Regions from separate parts of the Sus scrofa genome. Here regions 1 and 2 are each linked to region 3. A link is a contact called in public HiChIP or PLAC-seq data. All regions are on one chromosome and are shown on one strand. Each heading gives the region's core, a stretch centred on a gene start, on an enhancer-like site or on the middle of the called end of the contact. The rest is flanking DNA. Distances are from core to core; before and after follow the strand shown.

Evidence for each region. HiChIP or PLAC-seq counts read pairs in DNA pulled down with a chosen protein or histone mark.
Region 1: an H3K27ac HiChIP or PLAC-seq map of alveolar macrophages shows a contact between it and region 3. The contact joins the promoter of NAA35 here to the promoter of ISCA1 in region 3. A contact is called at or near these places in 2 of 5 promoter capture datasets (fetal liver and liver), 5 of 47 Hi-C or Micro-C datasets (alveolar macrophages, embryonic fibroblasts, heart right ventricle and 2 more) and 2 of 2 datasets of contacts at active chromatin or transcription factors (alveolar macrophages and skeletal muscle).
Region 2: a contact with region 3 is called in an H3K27ac HiChIP or PLAC-seq map of skeletal muscle, with 4 times the contacts expected there. The contact joins the promoter of AGTPBP1 here to the promoter of ISCA1 in region 3. A contact is called at or near these places in 1 of 5 promoter capture datasets (fetal liver), 1 of 47 Hi-C or Micro-C datasets (psoas muscle) and 2 of 2 datasets of contacts at active chromatin or transcription factors (alveolar macrophages and skeletal muscle).

The regions. Positions count from the first base shown.
Region 1 is chr10:29,320,728-29,324,638 of Sscrofa11.1, reverse strand. NAA35 (N-alpha-acetyltransferase 35, NatC auxiliary subunit) reads left to right here and starts at 1,930. Exons shown (of 23, transcript XM_021064637.1): 1 at 1,930-2,092; 2 at 2,920-3,048. The coding sequence starts at 2,925.
Region 2 is chr10:29,438,870-29,442,414 of Sscrofa11.1, reverse strand. It overlaps AGTPBP1 (cytosolic carboxypeptidase 1), which reads right to left and starts at 2,265. Exons shown (of 25, transcript XM_013989714.2): 1 at 2,065-2,265. It overlaps LOC110255596 (serine/arginine repetitive matrix protein 3-like), which reads left to right and starts at 2,074. Exons shown (of 2, transcript XM_021064272.1): 1 at 2,074-2,612. The coding sequence starts at 2,074.
Region 3 is chr10:29,064,805-29,068,346 of Sscrofa11.1, reverse strand. It overlaps ISCA1 (iron-sulfur cluster assembly 1 homolog, mitochondrial), which reads right to left and starts at 2,212. Exons shown (of 4, transcript XM_003357702.4): 1 at 2,006-2,212. The coding sequence starts at 2,164. It overlaps LOC102160368 (a long non-coding RNA gene), which reads left to right and starts at 2,236. Exons shown (of 2, transcript XR_001304283.2): 1 at 2,236-2,442; 2 at 2,633-3,542.

The DNA.
Region 1 (3,911 bases), core at 681-3,180, 260 kb before region 3:
TTTGCTGTAATTCTTGTCTACATTCTCATCTTCAATGTATTTGGTGAGTACCTACTACATTCCAACCACTGCTCTTAATGCTGGGGATACAAATTTGGTCAAAACAGGCAAACCTCCTACCCTTAGGAAACATACTATTCTATACGAGACATAAAGATGTACTTATTTATTTATTTATTTATTATTTTTTCTTTTTAGGGCCGTACCTGTGGCATATGGAAGTTCCCAGGCTAGGGATCAAATGGAGCTGCAGCTGCAGGCCTATGCCACAGTCACTTGAGTTGTATCTGCAGCATACACCACAGCTTGTGGCAATGCCAGATCCTTAACCCGCTGAGCAAGGCCAGAGATCGAACCCACATCCTAATGGCTACTAGTCAGGTTCTTAACCTGCTGAATCACAATGGGAACTTCTTTGTATTTTTCATTTTTAAAGTCAACTTTATTGAAGTTTGATTTGCACGCAGTAAAATGCACACGTGTGTGTACTTCACTGAACTTTTACAAATGAATTTAGCCATATAACCACTACCATGATCAAGATTTGAACATTTCCATCCCTTCCAATCACTTAGCCATATTCCAATTAATCCTGCCTCACACCTCCTCCCGCTCTGGCAGTCACTGCTCTGTTTTCTGTCATTACAGATTAAATTTGTCTTTTTAAAAATTACATATAAAATTATAGTCTAGTCTTTTGCTCATACTGATTTTTTTTTTTCCCTCTTTAGGGCAGAACCTGCAGCACAAGGAAGTTCCCGGGCTAGGGGTCAAATTTGGAGCTGCAGCTACCATCCTATACCACAGCCACAGCAATGCAGGATCCGAGTGATGTCTGCAACATACACCACAGCTCATGGCAACACCGGTTCCTTAACCCACTGAGTGAGGCTAGCAATCGAACCCACATCCTCATAGAAACTAGTCAGGTTCTTAACCTCCTGAGCCACAACAGGAACTCCCATAATGATTTCCTTTGCTCAGAATTTTTTTGAGATTCATATTTTTGCATGTCAAGTACTCATCCCTGTTTGTCAATAACTACTATTCATTATATGAATAATTACACATCATCGTATGGATATGCCACAAGTTGTTTATCTGCTCATTAAGGTTGTTGCCAGTTTTTGGTCTTTAAAGCTACAAAAATTAATGTACAAGTTTTTGTGTGGACCAATGGCTTGGTCTTGTAAGTGCATGATTAATTTTATAGTAAAAGATGAACTGTTTATCAAAGAGGTTGTATCCTTTTGCATTCCCCATCAGCAACATCTGAGTTCCAGCTCCAGCAAATTGGAGCTCCAACTGTTCTGTGTCCTCAACATTGGGTATCATCTCTTAAACTTTAGCCATTTTATTGGCAACGTGGTGGTAAAGATGCATTTTGTTTCCTACCCGTAGTAGTCTACTTATTTAATTGCACTTTAAAAATGATCATTTTACTAATTTTAGGAAAGCTTTAAACCATGTAATGGGTCTAAAAGAAAATGACTTGATTCTGCTGATATTTTGTTTCCATTCTTCCTCATGAACTCCCCAGATTCTCTAGGAAACATAAATCAAGTGTCAGGCAAAACCAACTCGACGGAGCTTTCAGAGCTGAGCTCTTCATTCACAGCCCCAACATCAAGGGTCCACACCTACTTCCACTCCTTCCTCCTGATTCTCTTCACCTTTCTAAGAATTTCCCAGGGAGCTGCGCGGGACGAGGCGGGGCGGGCTCTGGGTCCCCAGGCTCCGCCCCTTACTGGGACCCACCCACTAACCAGGTCGCTGCCCAAGGCTGGAGGAGGAAGATAGCTTCCGGTCTTGCGATTGCCTCTAATCTCGCGAGAAGAGAAGATGGCCTCCAACGGCCGAATGACGGCAGTGGCTAGGAAGGGGGTGTGGCCGGGAGCGCGAAGTCCCCTGGCGTGAGGGAGAGGAGGCGGGGTCGCGCGCACTGGGCGTACGCATGCGCGCACGCGGATGGTCGGGCTGGGCTGAGAGGGGAGGGGGCGGCGGCGGCGGCGGCGGCGGCAGTAGCCGAGGCGGCGTCTTTATTTCCGCGGTTCGGACTGTGTGGCGGCGCGAGTGGCCACGGGAGAAGTAGGTAGGAACCACCGTGCGGAGCCCTTGAGACTTCCTCCTACCCGTGTCCGACAGCCGCAGCCCCTCGCGCGTGTGGCAGACCCGGGGGACTCCAGGTCACCCTGCGGCCCCGGCCCTCCCGCCGCGCTTCAGGTAGGAGCTACGGGCTCCCCAGTGTCCGCCGAGGGCCCGGCCTTACACAGTGTTACCGGGCGACGACCTGGCACCGGGCATGCCCGTCCTCCCGCGCGACGGCAGCTCTGTCCTTGCTTCCGTGCCTTTGGGACCGGGCCGGGCTGACCCGGGTGAGCCGGGTCCCCGCTTCAGGTGCACCTCCGCCCTAAGCCCGATGGCTGGGACCCCGTGGTGCGCTCCCTTGTGCGGTGCCCCCCGGACAGGCCATGCTGGGGTCCTGCCGAGCGGAGAGAGGTTGATCCAGCAAGCTCCGGTAGGGGAGGGACCCCCTTGACTTGAGTGGTTGCCGCATGGGGTCTTGGGCTGCGAGAGGGGACCTTGAAGAGTGCCTTGGTTATTTGTGGCCAGCGTTGAAAGTTGGAAACAGTGGAGTTGGTTCTCTTTGGGCCAGTGCTGGGATGGTTTGTGATTTTTCTTATGAAATAGGCAAACTTGTTTATGAGCCCTCGTAGATGGTGGACCAGTAGTGTTAATTAACGTGAAATTTAATTGCATTAAGGTAATTTTTTACAGTACCGTCCACAAACTCAAAAGAGCTCTGCCCAGACAGTTTAGTAAGACTTTCATCCAGTACTTAAACAGACACACATGGTTTGCCAGTACCCTTGTCCTGAAAGCTACATCCTCTCTTTTACACCAGTATTAATTTTATAGGCATAATGGTTATGAAAGCTTCTGTAGAAGATGATGATTCAGGATGGGAGCTCAGTACACCAGAAAAGATGGAAAAAAGCAATACGAACTGGGTGGACATAACCCAAGATTTTGAAGAAGCTTGTCGAGGTGAGTTTGAAGTTTTGAAATAGAAGTTCAAAATTTGAGAAAGGGTGCAATGAAATGTGGATTGTGATTTCTAAACTGTAGCAGTAAATGAAAAAGAAAATCAACAGGTAAGTGCGGTTTATTGAGCTTGTTAACCACACTCATTCTCTATTTTCTGATTTTAACTTTTGTTTGAAGCCAGTTTATATATATCATGAAATACAGACATTGAGGCAGTTTCTTCTGTTAACATGTTCTAACTTTAATAAGTTTGAGAGTACATAGCAATAATTTCAAACTGCGGAAATAGGAATTCTGTTGCCCCAAAGACAATAGTGTTTGTGTATATTTGAGGTTTGAAAATGGTCACATCACATCATTTCCCAGCTTAAGATCTTCCGTTGGCTTCCTGCTGTATGTAGAATAAAATTTAAACTTCTTCCCTGTGGCCAATATGATCTGGTGCCTGCCAACAGCTCAGACTGTTTTTTGTACCACTGCTCCACTGGGCTCATTACGTTGGTCCCAAGATCCTTAATAAACACATCAGGGTCGGTTCCCCAGGTGTTCACATCACAGGCTTCTTCTTGACCACTTAAATGTTAGCTTCACAGTGAGATTTTCAGAAAACAACCAATCAAAGCAGATTCATGGGCTGCACCTGCGGCATGTGGCAGTGCCCAGGCTGGGGGTCGAATCAAGTGCTACAGCTGCTGGCCTACGCCAGATCTGAGCCACGTCTGCAACCTATAGCACAGCTCACTGAGTGGGGCCAGGGATCAGACTGACGTCCTCATGGATACTAGTCGGGTTCATAAGCTGCTGAGCCACAATGGGAACTCCCTCATTCTTTTTTATTCAACTCCACCTCAGTTGAATCACCC
Region 2 (3,545 bases), core at 1,016-3,515, 370 kb before region 3:
GCATGTTCATTGCAGCACTATTCACAATAGCCAGGACATGGAAACAATCCAAATGTCCATCGACAGAGGATTGGATTCGGAAGATGTGGTATATATACACGATGGAATACTACTCAGCCATTAAAAAGGATGACATCATGCCATTTGCAGCAACATGGATGGAACTAGAGAATCTCATACTGAGTGAAATGAGCCAGAAAGACAAAGACAAATACCATATGACATCACTTATAACTGGAATCTAATATCCAGCACAAATGAACATCTCCTCAGAAAAGAAAATCAATCATGGACTTGGAGAAGAGACTTGTGGTTGCCTGATGGGAGGGGGAGGGAGTGGGAGGGATCGGGAGCTTGGGCTTATCAGTCACAACGTAGAATAGATTTACAAGGAGATCCCGCTGAATAGCATTGAGAACTATGTCTAGATACTCATGTTGCAACAGAAGAAATGGTGGGGGGAAAAACTGTAATTGTAATGTATACATGTAAGGATAACCTGACCCCCTTGCTGTACAGTGGGAAAATAAAATAAAATTTAATATAAAAAAAAAAAAAAAAAAAAAAAAAAAAAAAAAAAACAAGTCGTGTTACAACTCCGCCTTAAGAATGAGAAAAAGTGGATAAGGCACTGCTGACTATCTCACAGTAACTACACAAGAAAATGCTGATAGAGCTTTCAGGGTTCTGCTTGGTTTCGATGAACACTTGGCACATGTTTTAAAATATGTACCATTTAAGGTGCCTTAAATAAACTACTACTTTTTTGGCCTACTGAACTGAAAACATTCCACAATACATTACAAAAATAACTTTCTGACTTTCTCAGGGAATTAAGAAAAAAAGACAACTTATAAGACGAATTCAGAGGTTAACAAAGAAAGACATAACTCCATTTATATAAAGATTCCAATGAGGACATAAATGGTAAAGGAAAATAAGTGATCCAGAAGACTGCTAAAGTCCTTGCTAACTATAAACTGTCGTGCATCATAAACTCTGCCATAATTGTGAATACCTGGGGGGAAAAAAAAAAAAACACCCACAAAGAAGTAATACCGCCAAAGAAAATTTCTACCGGATCTTACAACATATTAGGTCATCAACAGTGCACCTGCAGGCTCTTGAGGACTCTATCTTAAAACGAGAAATGGGCTTTAAGTATAAAAGCCATTCTGCATCAATGTTTTATAACTCCATTCTATAATGAGTAAAATGCCCAGGAAAGGAAACTAACCGATTCAAAACCGTACTGGCACTTTAAGAAACTTAAAGGTACAGGAGGGAAACCACACCATAGGGCTCCGCAAGCCTTTGCGCTGGGTTGCAAGAGGCCCTGAATACTTGCAATAAAGAACCCGCAACTCAGGAAGGAAGGCTGGAGGGAAACACTGCACTGTCATCTAGGGCGATGATTCAGGTTCAAATCAAACCCACAAGGCGACAAGTTGTAAGCAGAGAAGACACTTCAGGTCAAGCCACCCATTGAGAGGAAGTAAGCCTCGCCAACGCCACATCCCACCTGAAAGCCTAGCGCACCTAGAGGGTGAGAGCTAGGGTGGGTGCTGGGGTGGGTGGGGAGGCTGGGCGCGCGCCCGGCCCCGGCCCGCCGCCCCTCCGCTCTGCTCCGCGCTGTACCGAGGCCACCGGCGCTTGGGGCCCGAGAGAAAGGGGTGGCAGGACGGGTGGCCGCCTGTGCTCGGAGACCGCGCCAGGAATCCTCCGCGGCGACCGGGAAGGGGGCGACCGGGGCGGGGGCTTCCCAGTGTCCGTGGGTGGGGGCGGGGTGGGACGTTTTCCAGACACCGGCCAAAGCCCCCATCCATCAGGCGTTTCCCTTCAAGACCGGGTCCACCCCCGAAAGACACGGGTTACACAACCTGTCAGGTAAGGGGCGGAGGGGTGGCAGGGCACAGACCACGGCGGGCTCAGGGCCGCTCCTCCCTGGCTTCTCCCGCCCCCAGGATGCCGCGGCCGGAGAGAGCAGAGGGGTGGCGGGCAGCCGGGCAAGTCGCGGGCGAGGGGCTGCTGGCCCGGACGCGCGGACAGCGGAGCGGCGCTCACCGGCTCAGGATGGGGCGCTGGCAGGGACCAGGCAGAGCCGCAGCACCCAGTTCGGCGTCAGCAGCACTTGCGGCTGCTCTCCCGGCTCACGACGGATTCCTCGCCGCCCGCCGCCGGGTGTTTTCATACAAACCCCGGTGGCAGGCGAGGAGGAGGCGGCTGCAGCAGTGGCGGCGGCGGCGGCGGCGGCGGCGGCGGAACCTGCCCGCATCCCGGGCAACGTCAGCGCGGCGCCCCGCCCACCGCACTGCTAGGCCAGCCGGCTCGCGCGCGCCGGGCAGGAGGGAGCGCGGGGCGCGCGTGCAAGATGGGCGCGCGCCGGCGGGGAGGGCGGGTCACGCGCGGGCAGAAGCGGCGGGGGCCCGGGGAGCGCGCGTGGGGAAGCTGGGAGCGCGCGCAAAGGAGAGGGCGGGGCGAACGCGGTTGTTTGGAAGCCGGGAAAACGCGGTCGGGATCCTGGAGCCCGGCTGTTCGCGGCGCTGGCTGTCGTCCACTGCAGCTGCCGCCCTACCCGACCAAATGGGTCTCCCGGCGGCTGCCCGCGTCCTGTAAGTCACCTTGCTCTGCTCTCTCAATTAGAGCCTCCGCCTTTTCCTAGAACTAAGCTGGAGCCACCCCGACAGTCTTATGAGGCTTTTGGCAGCACCACACCAGTGGCTGTTAACTCTCCGACGCACGTGGTACCGGGGTGGCATTGGACCTTGGGGACCGCAGTAGAACAGAGCCTTTTACTGACCTCAGGGAGAGTCCTTAATAGGGTGAAGACTATCAGCTCTCACAGCCAGGCTCCCAGAACACAATGAAATTCTACCTTGTGGTCATACCTCAATAAATCAGATACCTAGTGCTGCAAGGAACAAAATTTCATGCTGATTTAATTTTTGCTTTTTTTGTAACGTGCGTACATATAGTCACAAAAAAATGGTAATGCTGAATGAGCCACTAAAGACAAAGATGGAATGTTTTCTCTGAGCCAAAATAATGTGTCAGAGAGATAAAATACCGATACACTCACTCTCTTCTGTTTCGACTGCATGTGAACACATTATAACGTATTCTTAATAAACACTGACATTTACTTTTTTTTTTCCAGAGCATAGGTCACGTTTGCTGCTGTTTATAGTAGCTGGTAAGAAATGTAAAATTATTACAGCTGGATAGGGAAATAAATTGAGAGCTGTGAGGTTTTTGTTTCATTTTCTTATCATCATATTTAAAAGAACTTATGCAGGTGCGAAGGTCATTTCAAAGGTAATCCAAGGTGCAGCATCTGTGCTGCCTGCAGTTTGCCCTTGGCAGATGTCTTTACTACGATGAACAAGAAACTGCCATTTTATAAATGCCATAGTTTCCCTGATTAGGAGCACCAAAAGGTAGGTTATAGCATTTTAAATAATTTTAGAACAATTACCACCCCAAGCCATCCAGTCTAGAAAGCATTGTCTGAGAACACTTAATTATCTAAAAACATTTAACATTTT
Region 3 (3,542 bases), core at 963-3,462:
TTCAGACAATGGACTCCTGCACGTTAATCTAAGGCAATTATAAAAACTGATATGATAAAGCAGTGCTGGTAGCAGAACTGGCCTGGTAAACTGCAACAAATAACAAAGCATAAAGGAGCAAGTGAGAATGTGGGCTGGGTTGTTATTCCTAGTAACTTCTAGAGGCGTCAAAGGTGGGCCCCAGGAAGGTGGGAAATCTGGGCCTTAAATGTCTGATGACTAAGTAGGAATGGAGAGAAGGAACTCAAGAATTTTTTTTTTTTTTTTTTTTTTTGCCTTTTAGGGCCACATCCATGGCATGTGGAAGTTTCTAGTCCAGGGGTTGAATCAGAGCTGCAGCTGCCGGCCTAGCCACAGTCACAGTGACGCAGGATCCCAGCCGTGTCTGGAACCTACACCACAGCTCATGGCAACACTGGATCCTTAACCCATGGATCCGGGATGGAACCCGCGTTCTCATGGATAACCAGGTTTGTTACCGATGAGCCACAAGGGCAACTGTGGAACTCAGAAATTTTGAAGAAACAGGTAACACGCCAAATGGTGGAGAAAGAAAAGGCAAAAAAAGTGTCGCCACACTTTCTGACTCTTCCTGGCACTACCATTACTAGAACTGGTAGAATTCTTTTGATTCAGAAATCTTTTAACTGTGACTGAAAGGAGACACAAACTAGGAGTAGTGCCAACTAGTTCTTATTTCAAGACCTTGGAAAATTCTAAGATTTGATGATCTTTCATGACATGAAGCAGGCTTGGTGGTACAGAAAAAAGGAATGTAGAATATCATATACAAACAGTATAACTTCCTTATGGACCTAAAACAGTGAGCCACCATAAAAATAAATTCGCCCACCTGATCACGACTTTCTTCTGCTTTGCTACAACTAATTTTCTGGCAACAGACTTTCTTGTGGCATTAGATGAAACAGAATCTATGATTCAATATAATTTGTTTTCCGGTCTTTAGGAACTGGAGTGCTTACACAAAAGCTTCTCCTTAATCAGGAGTGGGGTGTGTGTGTGAAAAGAATGTTGAACTGATCATTAGCTTTCCTATGAAATAAATCTTTCAAAACGCAAATAGTGACTGGTTAATGGACACTGGGGTTTTCCTTCGGGTACAGATGTTTCGGAACTACGTAGAAGCGACGGGGGCAAAATACTGCGAATGTACTAAATGCCACCAAATCGAACGCTTTAAAATGGTACATTTTATGTGAATGTTCCCTTAGCTTAAAAAAAAAAAGAAAAAGAAAAAAACACGGCGCAGTACGCCGATGATCCAGCACGCGTAGTAAATTCTTTATCTGCAGCGCGTATGCTGGTGCCCTTTGAATGTTTGACCCTTCACCCAAAAAACACTATAAACTCACTCTGGGCGGAAATGTATCCTTCTTTGTCCCTTTTAAGACGTGACCACGGCCCAACACCGCTGGAAGCAGAGAGTGCGTTTCAAAAACTCTCTTCCACCGTAGACACCAGGAAGTAACCCTTTATGCACTGCAGTCTTGATTTCGCCAGAGCGTGGGCTTTGTCACCTCTGCGCTCTCACCGGCGCTCACGCACTCACACTTCGGCTAGCCAAGGTTCTCCCCAAGCGCCTCAAGGACAGCTACCCAGGTTCATTCATCCAGCTAACCCCGGCACCTGACACACAGATCTCTAAATAACCTACACCCTAGCCCCTACAAGACCTCCGCTGCCCCAGGCTCCAAGAACACCGCGGCTGACTGCTGGGCGCCTAGCTCGCGCCCCCTCCCCCCTCTACGCGGCGGCGCACGGCCTGCTGGGAAACGTAGTTCCCGGGCTCCCGGCTCCCGCGGAGCAGCCCCTCCCGCGCCTGTTTATCTCCCCAGCAGGGACGAGTTCCGAAGGGAGGGGGCGGCGAAGCGGCGGCTGCAGAGGGGGACCAGGGCAACGTCGGCCGGCCGTGCCCCGCCACCCCCCTCGCGGGGGCAGAGGGGAACCAAAGTCACGGGCCCGACCGCGCGTCCTGGCCACTCACCAGGGTGAGGGCGGCCCGGGTGGGCTGCAGCTTCCTCTTGCTCACAGCCCGGACAGTGGCCCGGACTAACGAAGCGGACATCTTCGCCGTCCCGGCGACCCGGTACCTGGGCCGGAGCTCGGCCACCTCAGCCTCTCTCCATGGACACGGCTGGCGCATTGACGCCACAGGCTCCGGCGCACGGTGGCCGAGGCCCCGCCCTGCGCGGGCCCGCCCTCGCCGTGGCCATTGGGCGGGCCGCGTGAGTGATGGCCGGAGGGCGGGGCCGGACGCCCGGGCAGTGGTCACGTGATGTGGGGGCGCAGGGGGCGAGGGAAAGGTCGTCCCTCTGCGCAAGGTCTCAGTGCGCTGTCTCCGTGCAGATTAGGGCATGTGGAGTTAGCTCCGACTTGTGGACTGTGAAAGCGCGTAGTTCCATTACCTGCCTGCGGAGCAAGGTGCGGCGCTGCCGCTTAAGAACGCAAATAAGTCCACCGGCTGGTGCTCTCAAGGACAGAGTGGTTCCGAGGCCCAGACGTAGTACACGTCTGTCTTCCTTTTTGGTCCAGCTAGGGAGTTATTAAGGGCGTAGAATTACCGCAGATTCTCGATAAACAACCTCTCCTTCTCCCCTCCCTCTTTCCACAGGCTGTTTGGGACGTTGAAAGACGGTACTAACGCAGTGTTCTCTTCGGGTGCTGAATTTGGAACACAGTCTTACTCTGAGATGTGACCGGGCAGCTCTGGTAATACTTTTATAGCAAGTACCAGTCAATAGCTAGATTGAATACATGTTGCTTGTTAGATCTTGGGTACTCAGGTGCTTCTGCCTTTTGATTCAGCAAATATTCCTGAGTCGCATGCACTGTGCAGCCTGCAGTATACCCGGGCATACACAGGAAGCCTGGTAAATAGAGGGTTTGGAGAATGAGATCCTGGTAGGATAGAAGTGCAGCAGGGGGGTAAGATGGGAGACCATGAGGAAAGGTGGCATTTCTCCTGGAAGCGCTAGAGGTAAGGGGGAAAGGGAGGAGGTTCTGTGGAGTGGTGCTGGGGAGGAATTCCAGTTCTGTTTTGATAAGGAAAGAACTAATCAGTGAAGTGTTTTTTTAATGCCCGGCCGGGGGCGGGCGGGGTGGGGCTAGGCCAATGACTATCCCCAACCTCCTACAAGAGGAGCTTAGTGTTTTAGGCCCCTTGGAGCCTACAGGATTGTAGTTAGATTTCGTTACATCACTTGTCTCTCTGCTGTTGAAATGCAATCACACTGACATTAAGAGAATGGTTATTTCCCCAGGCCCCACGGTGCACAGAGGAAACTGGGATTAGGCGACGGTAGTGTGGTATGTCTCTCGGCTTCATCTTTAACTAGCTGGTTGATCTGGTATAGGGCATTTTTCTCCTGCTCTTCCTCCTACAGATGTGGTGCAGATTAAACACCACTACTAATTATTAATGGATAATTTTTTTTTTGCTTTTTTTTTTAGGGCCTTACCTGTGGCATATGGAAGTTCCCAGGCTAGGGGTCAAATTAGACCTGCAGCTGCCAGCCTAGGCT